3 separate regions of the Sus scrofa genome follow, and regions 1 and 2 are each linked to region 3. A link is a contact called in public HiChIP or PLAC-seq data. All regions are on one chromosome and are shown on one strand. The core of a region is the stretch at or near the end of the contact, and the rest is flanking DNA. Distances in the headings are between cores, read along the strand shown.

Region 1 (3,659 bases), core at 797-3,296, 530 kb before region 3:
GGTTAGTGGAGTAAGGGTCCTGTCAATGCCGCAGTAAGTCGGGCTGAAAGAACAAAACAGGAGGAAGTCCCTTGGCGGCTCCGCGGGTAAAGGATCTGGCATTGTCACTGCTGTGGTGAGGGTTCAATCCCTGGCCCAGGAACTTCCACATGCCATGACGCCATGGGTGTGGAGGGGAGACAAAACAAGACTAACTGGGCCTCTGCTGGCATCTTGTGCTTAATGACATGTTCGGGGTTTTTGGTATTCACCGAGCATGGAGGATGGAGGTCAGAGTTCAGACTTCAGAGGGAGGCATGAATGAGTTCAGATTCCCACCGTACCCCGTAGGAGCTTGTTTGGCCCAACCTTTCTTTTTTTTTTGTCTTTTTGTCTTTTTAGGGCCGCTCCTGAGGCACATGGAGGTTCCCAGGCCAGGGGTCCAATCGGAGCCGCAGCTGCCAACCTACGCTACAGCCTCAGCAACGTGGGATCCGAGCCGCGTCCGCAACCCACACCACAGCTCATGGCAACAGCGGATCCTGATCGAACCCGCAACCTCATGGTTCCTAGTTGGGTTCATTAACGACTGAGCCACTCCGGGAACTCCCCCAGCCTTTCTTCCTGTGTCTTTTTCTGAAAAAAGGGAATAATAATGGTACCTGTACCTAACTCATTAGATTGTTGTGAAGATTCAATCATGCATTTGACAAGTGTTTGGGAAGCAGGCACCACTATGGATGTTAAGACCACAGGTGTGAACGAGAGCGACAAGGTCCCGCTCTCATGGAATTTACAGACTCAGAGCCAAGAGTCCAAGACAGACAATTAACACGTTAAAATAACTTCAGGTTGGAATTAGCAGGTTGGGTAGGCAGATATTAACTGCTAGCAGCCACTTTAGTGAGGGCCATCAGGGAACAACTCTCTCAAGAGGAGACACTTCAAGATCTGGTTCGTGTAAAGCCCTTACATTGAGCTTTCTTTGCACAAGCTAAGAATTCATCTCGGCTCCACTCTTTGCTGGGCGAATCTGAACAAGCTGTTTCAGTTTCCTTGTAAAATTCAGACACTGACACTTCCTACCAGGAAGGGTTCCAGTGAGGATCATGTTTTAAGTAAAGCACCTAGAACTGTAGCTCGTACAGAGTAAGTTGTTAGCTTTGACTACCTTTAGCCTAAATAACATAATTCTTCCTTCCTCCCTCTCACTTAGGTCGACGGTTCCTAATTTCCCATATCTCAGTTTTCTGCTTCGTGAAATGAGGATGTGGCAGTCCAGCACATCCTGCGGTGGCAGAAAGCGGGGAGCTGCAGCTGAGCTGAGCTCAAGGCAGAAATGCCAAAGCTGCGGCTCATCCGAGGATGGGAGACCCTCTCTGCGTCTCCCTATGGTTCTTTTCACGCGCCCTCTGCCCGCGAAGAAAAAACGGTCCACGCCGAGTGGTCTCAGAAGCAAATCCCCGCCCGCTGGCCGCTGCAGAGCCAGCCTCAAGCTCCACTGCCAAGGAAACCTCGCGTCCCTGGGTGGTCCCGCCCCTCTGGCCGTTGTCCCGCGATTGTCCGCCCCGTGGACCCCGGAGACTCCACGCTCCTCACCCGGGAGACGCTTTCCTCGCCGCCCAGGGTCAGCAGCATCTTGGACACGTCGCGCACCAGGCCCGGGTACTCCACACACACCATGCGCCGCTCGTGCCGCAGGTCCACCGAGACGGCGCCCCCCTGCCCCGCGTCGGCCGCCGCCGCCATCCCTGCCAGTCTAGTCGGGTCCGCCGCGGTCCGTTCCTGTCCTCGCGCTCCCAGAGGCCTCGCCCCAAAGGTTCCGCGAAGGAATCGTTCCGGCCTCCTCCTGGCTCGCGCCTCCCCAAATCCCTGAGTTGCGCGAGGCTCGAAGTCCTCAGGGAGCAAAGGCCCGAAGGAAGGGCCTAAGACTTCGGAGTTAACACCCGCTGGATCCTCAACTTTGTGTTTTAAATGAAGAGGGTTGGAGCCCAAGGGGCGGGGTAAGGGCCTGTCTCTCCCACCAACCCGAGGGACGGCGACGCTTGTAAGACACCACCCAGCCCTCGACTTTAGCCAATGAGAACCCGAGGGCCGAGCCGAGCTTTTTAGCCAATGAAGAGTCAAGACGAAGCCGGGTTTCCGCCCCCTTCCTTGGCTCCCTTAGGTTTTAGCCAATAATGAACCAGGGTTAGGTTGGGTCCCCGCCCCTTCCTGGGATTTAACCCAATAATAGATGGGGGCGTGTCCGAAGCAAACTTCCGGCCGCTCTTCCTGCGTGGAAAGGTCCCAGTAAGCAATGGGTTTCCGGACCCCGGGTCCGCCAAGTGGGTTTCCTCCCGGGTGGGTTCCCTCCCTTTCCCGCTGACCGCCCCAGAATGTGGTTTTTAGCGGCGCACGGAGGCCGCGAGGAGTCCGATCTGGACATGGAGAGCGCGATCTGGAAATGCACTTTGAATGCTTGCCCACCTCCACTCTCAGAAAACGCGGAAGCGCTCCCCGCGCGGACTAAGGCGGGCGTCCGTCCTTCGTTTCTTAGTTATTTAGCGCCTGCTGTGTGCTGGGCACCACTCAAACCTCACCGAAGCATGAAGTGAGGAGACCCCGAAGCGAGCGACTGGGGGCCGTTCTAGGAAGTGACAAAAAGCGAAACTTGAAGGAGCAAAGTGGAGGGAGATGAAGGGTCAGAGGTCGACAAAGGCCAAACAGATCCTTAAAACGATTTACCTAACGGGTTGGCTTTTTCTGAGTGCAATGGAGAGCCCTTGAAGGGTTTTGTGCTGGGAGTGCGGGAATCTGATTTATGCATTTGACTCTTTGGCTGTTTCCTTGGCGTTGTTTGTTTATGTTTTAGCGGTGCCTGTGGCATGTGGAAGTCCCCAAGCCTGAACTCGAACCCAAGCCACAGCAGTGACAACCCTGAACCCTTCACTGCTAGGCCACCAGGGAACTCCTCTGTGGCTGTTGTGTAGAGAATAGACCAGAGACACCAAAAGCAGACTCAGATAAACCACCGGAGAGAGGTTGCATAATCCAGGCACGAAATGCTGCCGGGGGAAGTGGCAGTGAGGATGGAAAGAAGGGACTGGATTCGAGGACGTTAGGAGATAAAAGAGACTCCTTGGGAATGGATACCCCACGTTTCTGAAATGACTCCTGAATCAAAAAGTTATGTTATTATTCTAGATGGATTTAAGAAGGCCGAATAAATGACTGCAGGGACCACTAAATACATTTTTTAAAGAAAAATGTGTAATCTGAATGTGAGGTATATGTCATCGGCTGGGAGCCTGAAAGGAAGCCCACTCAGATCGCTGGGAGGAGTCCACCAGCAGCACATGGTGGAGGAGCTGGAGGAGGCCAGGCACAAGGGCTTCGCAGTCCTTGACCTGCCTTCTCCAGCCGGAACTTGCCTGCTCCACTGGGGAAGAAGATTCTGTGCAGTGCAGCCAAGAGAATTCTCCGGAATTTTCCATGCCTTGACATTAAATGTCCTTTTAAATGCCTCCTGTCTTTTCTCTCATTCCATGCTCCCCTGAGCAGTAATCTGTTGTTGTTTTTTGCTTTCTTAGGGTTGCACCCGTGGCATATGAAAGTTCCCAGGCTAGGTTCAAATCAAAGCTGCAGCTGCTGGCCTGCACCACAGCCACAGCAATGTGGGATCTGAACTGCCTCTTTGA
Region 2 (3,530 bases), core at 240-2,739, 620 kb before region 3:
GCCGGGCCACCAGATCCCCCGCCAGACCCTGGGGGTGTCCCCTGCAGGGCTCTCAGAGGCAGGCAGAGATGACCAGGAGCCTGCCGCTGTGTCAATGAGGGGAGGGGGCCTTTCCTCTTCCCTCACCCTTTCACCCAGCTCCTCCCAGACCAGCCCTGAGGCTGCCCTTAGGCTGAATCCGTCCTCTCCCGAGGTAGGGAGAGGGGAAACAGAGACTGCTGGGCCAGGGGACAGCTGCCTGTTGGCAGAACGCTGGCCTCGCCTTCCAGGGCCACGAGCCTGGGTCTGCGCCAATCCCCTCGTCTTTTTATTACCAGGGAGGGACCAGCATCCAGAAGGTACACCTGGAACTCTGCAAAAGCATAAACTGTGTGAGAAAAATCAGTTGGTCCCAGACCAGGTCCCAGGGAACCAGTGTTTGCAGCTAAAAATGGAAGCACAGCCTTTCAGCCAGCAGTCACCAGCTCCCCCCAGGCTTGTGCCAGGTCCCTGCAGACACTGGGAAAACAAGCCCTGCCTTACAGAAACCATCAGTCCTCAAGGGAAACCCCAAGGATGCAGGCAACGACACCCACAAATGACCTGGGAGGCTGGGCCGCGGCTCCAGGCATACCTGGGTTTGCAGCGGCAGGCTGCGTCATTGCGACCTTGAGCAAACCTAGAACTTCCCTGAGCCTGGATGGTCGTTCTGTCTCCCGTGCTGCCCTCTGCCATGCTGCCACCGAGTCTACTCCCGCCTGTCGACAGCCAGCTGGGGAAAGATCAAAATCCACAATTCGAATTTGGGCTTCTTTAGGATGCTTTCACAGCATCCTAAAGTTGCAGGTGGCATCTGCATCTGGTTTCTCCCCAGCCCTTGTGTGCTCCCTTATTTACCACTAGGGTGCCTTCCTTCTTGTCCCTCTGAATGCCCCCTCTGTCACCACACCTAAACCGAGGCCTCCAATCGGCGCAATAGGTCTACCCTTGGCGACAGTAAGAGGATCCCCCTGGGGCTTCTAGAGTCGCTATGGTGAACGAGGGTCCATACCACCCGACAGGCCAACTCCTTTCCCAGGGGAGGAAGCAGAGCCCCGGAGCTGCTCATGGTGTCCGGGCCGACGTGCCAGGCCCAGGGGCCCTGAGCAAAGGATAAAGGATCCTAAACCCGGAAGGTAAGCGCGGCGGCGTTCCGCTGGTTTGCCCTTCCTGTGATTTGCTTCTGAAAACAATTAAGTTTTTCCCCCAAGCCGCTTCTCGTATTTCTTAGACCCGCACCCCCATCCGGAGTTCCTGGACCCGGGCTTCTCGCCACTGCATCGTAGGCGGCGTTCCAGGTGGCCAGCAGAGGGTAGAGTCCCGGGGACTGCCCCCCGCAAGCGCGGGAACCCCTGGGGGCGGAGACTGCAGCTGGTGGGCGGGGCGTGCGGGCGGGTGGGAGGAGCAGCGGCGGATAGGCGGGGCGCGCGGGCTTTTTCCCGCCCCGGAGCCCCACGCGGCCCCGCCCCCGGCCCGTCCAGCGTCGGGTCGTACCCTGCACGCTACCGGAAGCGCGGCGCCGCAGCCGGGTTTCGCCCGACCCCAGGCCAGCCGAGTCCCTGATTTCCTGGCCGAGGTGCGCCCTCCGTCTGTCTACGCTGGTCCGACCGCAAGGGGTGAGTCTGCAGCCGGTAAGGACAATCGCGCTCCCTCCGCTGCGCCTTGTCCCTGCCCCGCGCCCAGCCGGAGGAAGAGCGCCGCGAGTCCCCAGCCCGCAGTGGTAGTCGAGATGTGTGTCTTCGGCCCCAGGCTCCTGGGTGCAGATCCCCGGCTGGGGCGGACCGAGCTCGGCCCTGGCTGTGAGTCGGCAGAGCGTCCCCGGCGGCCCGGGCCCCGCGGGAGGGAGAATCTCGCGGAGCCAACTGTCGAGGGGGGCCTTGGAGGACGCTTCGCCCCAAACCGGGTGGGAAAACTGAGGTCTGTAGAGGGAGGGAGAGGGATTGGGAACGGCCTTGCAGAGGCCACCGAATGAGCAGGGCCAAAGCCCCAGAACTCTGGCCCCGGGATCTTTGACCTCGAGCGGATCCCCACAGAGCGGCCAGGGGTCCGGTGCTCACTGCTCACTGTGACACAGCCCTCCCAGTACATCAGGGAGTGCGTATTGCGTCTTGTCCCCTGCACCAAGCCCCCTCTAGCCGAGGAGGACCCCGACGCTGTGGCAGAGCGGGGACGAGAGTGACTTGCCCAAGATTATCGCCGAGCGGGTGCGAGCTGAAGCTCGTTCCTGCGGTCCCCGGGAGAGTCCAGGCTGCCGCCTCCTGGAGCAACGCCCTGCTGCCACCCCTGCCCCTGCTCCCCGCCCGGGGGGATCGCGGCCGCCCCTCGCTGCGCAGCATCCCGCTTCCCAGGCCCGGCGTGTCCCCGCTGTGCCGGCTCAGAGCTTAATTTCGGCGTCCTCATTGTCTCCCTGGGGAATCCCTCTCCAAGATCAGCCCAAGCGCTGTTGCCCTGGTCCGGAGGATGGCCGCCCTTCGCTCGCCGCAGGAGTTTGGGAGGGAGACCTGAGAGCCAAGGCAGGGGACCGGTCCTTGGGGCACAGCTGCAGGCTTCGGGTGAGCAATGAGCCTCTGTCCCCGGGTCAACTTGCCAGAACTGCCCCATCTGGGCCTAGGGTCCAGCAGGATGAGAAGATGACCTGGAATCCACAGTCCCCTAGCGGGGCTGCCCGGGGGAGGGCGGAGCAGCAAGGCTGGGGCAACTATCCTCCAGATAAGGAGCATTCCTTTGCAGGTCTCCTCCGGACCCCGAAGACACAAGCTCAGAGCCTGACGGCCCCTGAGAGAGGTGGGCGGATCCGCCAAGTCACACCCAGGCTCTGCAGGTGCTCAGGCTCAGACGCTGCACCCAGAGATGCGCTGCCGCAGACTAGCCCTGGGCCTGGGGTTCGGCCTGCTGGTGGGCGTGGCCCTCTGCTCTCTGTGGTGAGCATGCCCCGTGGAGCCCTCCGGCCCCACCCGACTCCTCCCTCTCTCAGCATCTCAACCCCCAAGCCTGACCCTTCACTGAACTCCCAGGGCTCTCATCCGCCTCTCCTGACACACCTGTCCTTCTGGCGCCGTAAGAGATGAACTAGTCTGGACTTACGGATTTTGCTTTGCACTGGCTCTTTCCTCTGCCTGGACTATTCTTCTAGCCATGTTAACGAGGAACTCCAGTTTATGCTCCAAAATTCACCCCAATGTGTTCTTTCTGCAAAGTTCCTGGCCCCCCCACCCCCACCCCCGCCCCTTGTGTGCAGGGCCTGGCATCAGGAACATTCCTGCCCCAGGAATGAAGGGCTGCATGGCTCTATAATAACTGTGTTGCCACAGACCGGGGGCTTTGCCATCCACGGTTCGCCAGACCCAAGGAGTGATTGGTGGGGTGGGGGTGGGGGTCCCAGGTGCACCCCTGGGGGCCTTCATTCCCACTAACATGGACCAAGTGGGTTTTCAGCCTCAGGTTCAAAGTCGAGTCAGCCAGTGTTCTTCCCTCCCAGGCTGTATGTGGAGAACGTGCCGCCGCCGGTCTAT
Region 3 (3,819 bases), core at 283-2,782:
CACTTCAAAGCCTTACATACCAACAGTGGACAACACCAGCACTAAATTTCCCAAGGAAACCAGGCAGACTTGCATCTGCTCATCCAAGAGCAGCCCTTGGGTGGTGACGTGTGTGTGTGTGTGTGTGTGTGTGTGTGTGTGTGTGTGTGTGTGTGTGTGTGTGTGTCTTATGTATGCTTATGGCTTATCTAGCTGCTTCAATTCCAGACTTCCACAGAAATACAGGTTGTGCACTTTTTTTTTTTTTTTTTGTCTTTTTGTCTTTTGTTGTTGTTGTTGTTGCTATTTCTTGGGCCGCTCCTGCGGCATATGGAGGTTCCCAGGCTAGGGGTCGAATCGGAGCTGCAGCCACCGGCCTACACCAGAGCCACAGCAACGCGGGATCCGAGCCGCGTCTGCAACCTACACCACAGCTCACGGCAACGCCGGATCGTTAACCCACTGAGCAAGGGCAGGGACCGAACCCGCAACCTCATGGTTCCTAGTCGGATTCGTTAACCACTGCGCCACGACGGGAACTCCTGTGCACTTTTTAATTAAAGATGCTTGGCAGCTCACACAGAGGGAGCCAGATGGTATAGAGCAAGGAGCAGGATACTGGAGTAGATCCCAAGTTTGAATCCTAGCTGGAGCCGCACAAGTCCCCTGGGACAAGTTACATGAAGCCCTAGTTTTCTTACACACAAGGCAAGGCTGACACTACCTAATAAAGATTCCTGAAACATGGGGTTGTTATTGGATTAAATGAGAACTCTTGTTGGTGTGATTATGTTTACTATGCAATAATGCTAAAAGTTTGAGTGGCATGGACTGGACTGGACTTAACGGCCTGCTTACAGCTTTACTTTCAGTCATAAGCTCAGTTTCTTCAGGACTCAGTGGAAATGGGAGACTCAGGATAGATCTTCAAGGCTTCTTTAGCTCTACCCATTTAACCTTGCACCGGCTGACCTCACCTACTGCCCTGCCCCTCATTCACTGTGCTCGGCCACCCTGGCCTTCTTTCCGTTCCTCCAACAACCAAGTTCAGGTCCTCTCTATTTGCTCCCAGCCTGGAACACTCTTCCCTGTAGATTTTTTCCCACCCTCTTCATTTGGAAAAACTCACATGTCACTTGTCCAAGAGCCTTCCCTACTATCCAGCTTAGCACTCACTGTCGCGTCTTTCTCCATCACATTACCCTGTTCCATTTTCCTTGTATGATAATGTTAAATTCTTTTTATGTGTTTGTTCTTCGTCTTCCTCGGGTTAACCACCCCGTTCACCCCTCGACTATGAACGGAACTCAGCCAAAAAACAAACAAAACAAAAAACAACCTGTTGAATAAACGGAATGCAAGCATGATGTAGCAAGTCAATGGAGGGGCTCTGTCCCACTCTCTTATTTTTAGGTCTTGCTCTATTCCACCCCGCAAGACCCCAGAAACAAAACCGGGAGAAAGCAGCGCGGGAGTCACAGCCTGGGGGCCTACGTGCTGCTGCGACAGCGCGATGCCGGACGGGGGCGGGGCCCGGAAGTGACGCACAACTACTTCCGCTTCTACAACCCCGGCACTTCCGGATTGGAAGGCAGGCGAGGACGCGTTCGGACGGTAGGTGAAAGCGATTTTTACTTGTTCCGGGTTTTTTTTTCCCCCGGGCTCGTCTGTAAAGCGAGCGGCGTGTGGCTGCTGTCATCGCGCGGGGGACCCGCCTTTGGCCCAGGGCCCCAGGGATGGGGTCGCAGCCGCTCCAGGCCCTTCCACACGGGAACCAAGGCCGGGGTCGAGAGTCGGCCGCTCGTTGGTTCCTCCCTCTCAGCTCCGGAACGCCCACCCCGGAGCGGAGCAAGGTCTCGCTGGCACCGCAAAGCGGGGACGGAATCCGGGACCAGGCTTGGGCACGTCCCTTCAGGCGGGAAGTGGTGTGTTCAGAATAAGTGGGGAGGTAACCATTTGGGAGCCAGATGGAGAGGAAGATCCCAGTCGTTAGGAGGCGGGTTAGGTCACAACCGAGCGAAGTGCAGTCGGAAAGCAGCCAGAGTATTGAGAAACGCTGCCGAACCGGGAGGCGGGACTCAGTTAAGGGATTAGAGGACGTGATGGCCAAACTTAAACCAGTTATAGCTCAGAAAGGTAACGTGGAGGGAAAGCATTCTTGGGAGGATGAGATGCTGTTGCAAAGTCCCTGAGAACGAAAAGGAGGGCCGTGCTGTATTCTGAGAACAGAAGGAAGGCAGGATGTCTGCAACCCAGAGACATGAGAAGTGGAGAGGTGGACATGGACCAGACTAGCTCATGAAGAGCGTGGTAGGTCTGTAAGGATTTGGGATTTTATCTTAAAAATAAGAGGGAAACTAAGAAGTTTTTAGTGGGGAGTGATGGTATATTTAAAAGATTGAGCTCATTTCAAGAAATCAGAAGGAGAAGCTACGGGGGTATTTACAAAAAGGAAAGAAACTGATGGAAAGTAAAAGAATATTTGAAGGAATTGTCTGCTCTGTTCATTGTTATTAGGAGATCCTGGAAGATGAGCCAGGAAAGTGTCTCTTGAATTTAATCTCTTGAAGGTCATAGGCTTTTTTTTTTTTTTTTTTAATCTTTTTTTGGCATTTCTTGGGCCGCTCCCGCGGCATATGGAGGTTTCCAGGCTAGGGGTCGAATCGGAGCTGCAGCCACTGGCCTATGCCAGGGCCACAGCAACGAGGGATCCGAGCCACGTCTGCAACCTACACCACAGCTCATGGCAGTGCCAGATCCTTAACCCACTGAGCAAGGGCAGGGATCGAACCCGCAACCTCATGGTTCCTAGTTGGATTCGTTAACCACTGCGCCACAAGAGGAACTCCAGGTCATAGGCATTTTTTACCAGAGCAGTCTTGGAGGAGTAACAGGGATGAAATCTGCAAAGAAGTGGGTTAAGAAGTGGTTGGGGAGTTCTCATTGTGGCTCAGGGGTAAGGAACCCAACTAGATGCTTGAGGACGTGGGTTCGATCCCTTGCTTCACTCAGGCATTGCCATGAGCTGTGGTATAGGTCGGTAGGTCGCAGACACAGCTCCGATCCCGGGTTGCTGTGGCTCTGGTGTTGGCCGGCAGCTACAGCTCTCATTTGACTCCTGGACTGGGAATTTCCATATGCCAGGAGTGTGGCCCTAAAAAGAAAAAGAGAAGAAGTGGTTGGAAGGCAAAGACATGGAGAGAGGAATGTCTCTCTTAAGAAATTTTGTTGTGAAGGGAGGAAAGAGAATAGCTAGATGGGACTTTAGGGTTAGAGGGTGGTAGCATCTTGAAGTTAGAAGAGTCTAGAGATTGTTGGAGGCGTTCCCACTGTGGCCTAGTAGGTTAGGAATCCGACTGCAGCCACTCAGGTCATTGCAAAGTCATGGGTTCCATCCCCAGCCTGGCACAGTGTGTTAAAGGATCCGGCACTGCCGCAACTGTGGCCTATGTCCCTGGCCTGGGAACTTCCATCTGCTGTGAGTGTGGCGAAAGAAAGAAAGAAAGAAAGAAATGTTGGCATGCTGCTAGAAGGGAGCCAGTGCAGAAGGGAGAGGCAGAAGATACAGGAGAGAGTTGGGTTACCCATGGATCACCGTCTCTCTGAGAAGGAGGAGGCTGGGATCCAGCACGCACATGGAGGAAAGGGCCTTTGACAGAGAAGAAGCACCTCCCTTGCGGTGGCAAAAGGGAGAGAGAAGGGGGCAAAGGCAGGCAAAACCGTCAGATTTGGAGGGGAACATATTTCCGGTCTAACGTGTGTGTGAGAGTGTGTGGTCACAGGCGAGATAATCTACTGTAAGAGGGAAGAATGGAATTTTGTGACTCCTGAGCATTGAGA

Evidence for each region. HiChIP or PLAC-seq counts read pairs in DNA pulled down with a chosen protein or histone mark.
Region 1: an H3K27ac HiChIP or PLAC-seq map of alveolar macrophages shows a contact between it and region 3. The contact joins the promoter of GTF3C5 here to the promoter of TTF1 in region 3. A contact is called at or near these places in 3 of 47 Hi-C or Micro-C datasets (embryonic fibroblasts, heart right ventricle and liver) and 1 of 2 datasets of contacts at active chromatin or transcription factors (alveolar macrophages).
Region 2: an H3K27ac HiChIP or PLAC-seq map of alveolar macrophages shows a contact between it and region 3. The contact joins the promoter of GBGT1 here to the promoter of TTF1 in region 3. A contact is called at or near these places in 1 of 47 Hi-C or Micro-C datasets (embryonic fibroblasts) and 1 of 2 datasets of contacts at active chromatin or transcription factors (alveolar macrophages).

Annotation. Positions count from the first base shown.
Region 1 is chr1:272,741,914-272,745,572 of Sscrofa11.1, reverse strand. It overlaps GTF3C5 (general transcription factor 3C polypeptide 5), which reads right to left and starts at 2,046. Exons shown (of 11, transcript XM_021070913.1): 1 at 1,579-2,046. The coding sequence starts at 1,728.
Region 2 is chr1:272,834,419-272,837,948 of Sscrofa11.1, reverse strand. GBGT1 (globoside alpha-1,3-N-acetylgalactosaminyltransferase 1) reads left to right here and starts at 1,489. Exons shown (of 7, transcript XM_021071033.1): 1 at 1,489-1,634; 2 at 2,446-2,570; 3 at 2,749-2,939; 4 at 3,497-3,530. The coding sequence starts at 2,869. LOC110256503 (a long non-coding RNA gene) reads right to left here and starts at 1,393. Exons shown (of 5, transcript XR_002338098.1): 1 at 1,258-1,393; 2 at 614-751.
Region 3 is chr1:272,210,217-272,214,035 of Sscrofa11.1, reverse strand. It overlaps TTF1 (transcription termination factor 1), which reads left to right and starts at 1,532. Exons shown (of 12, transcript XM_021070753.1): 1 at 1,532-1,593.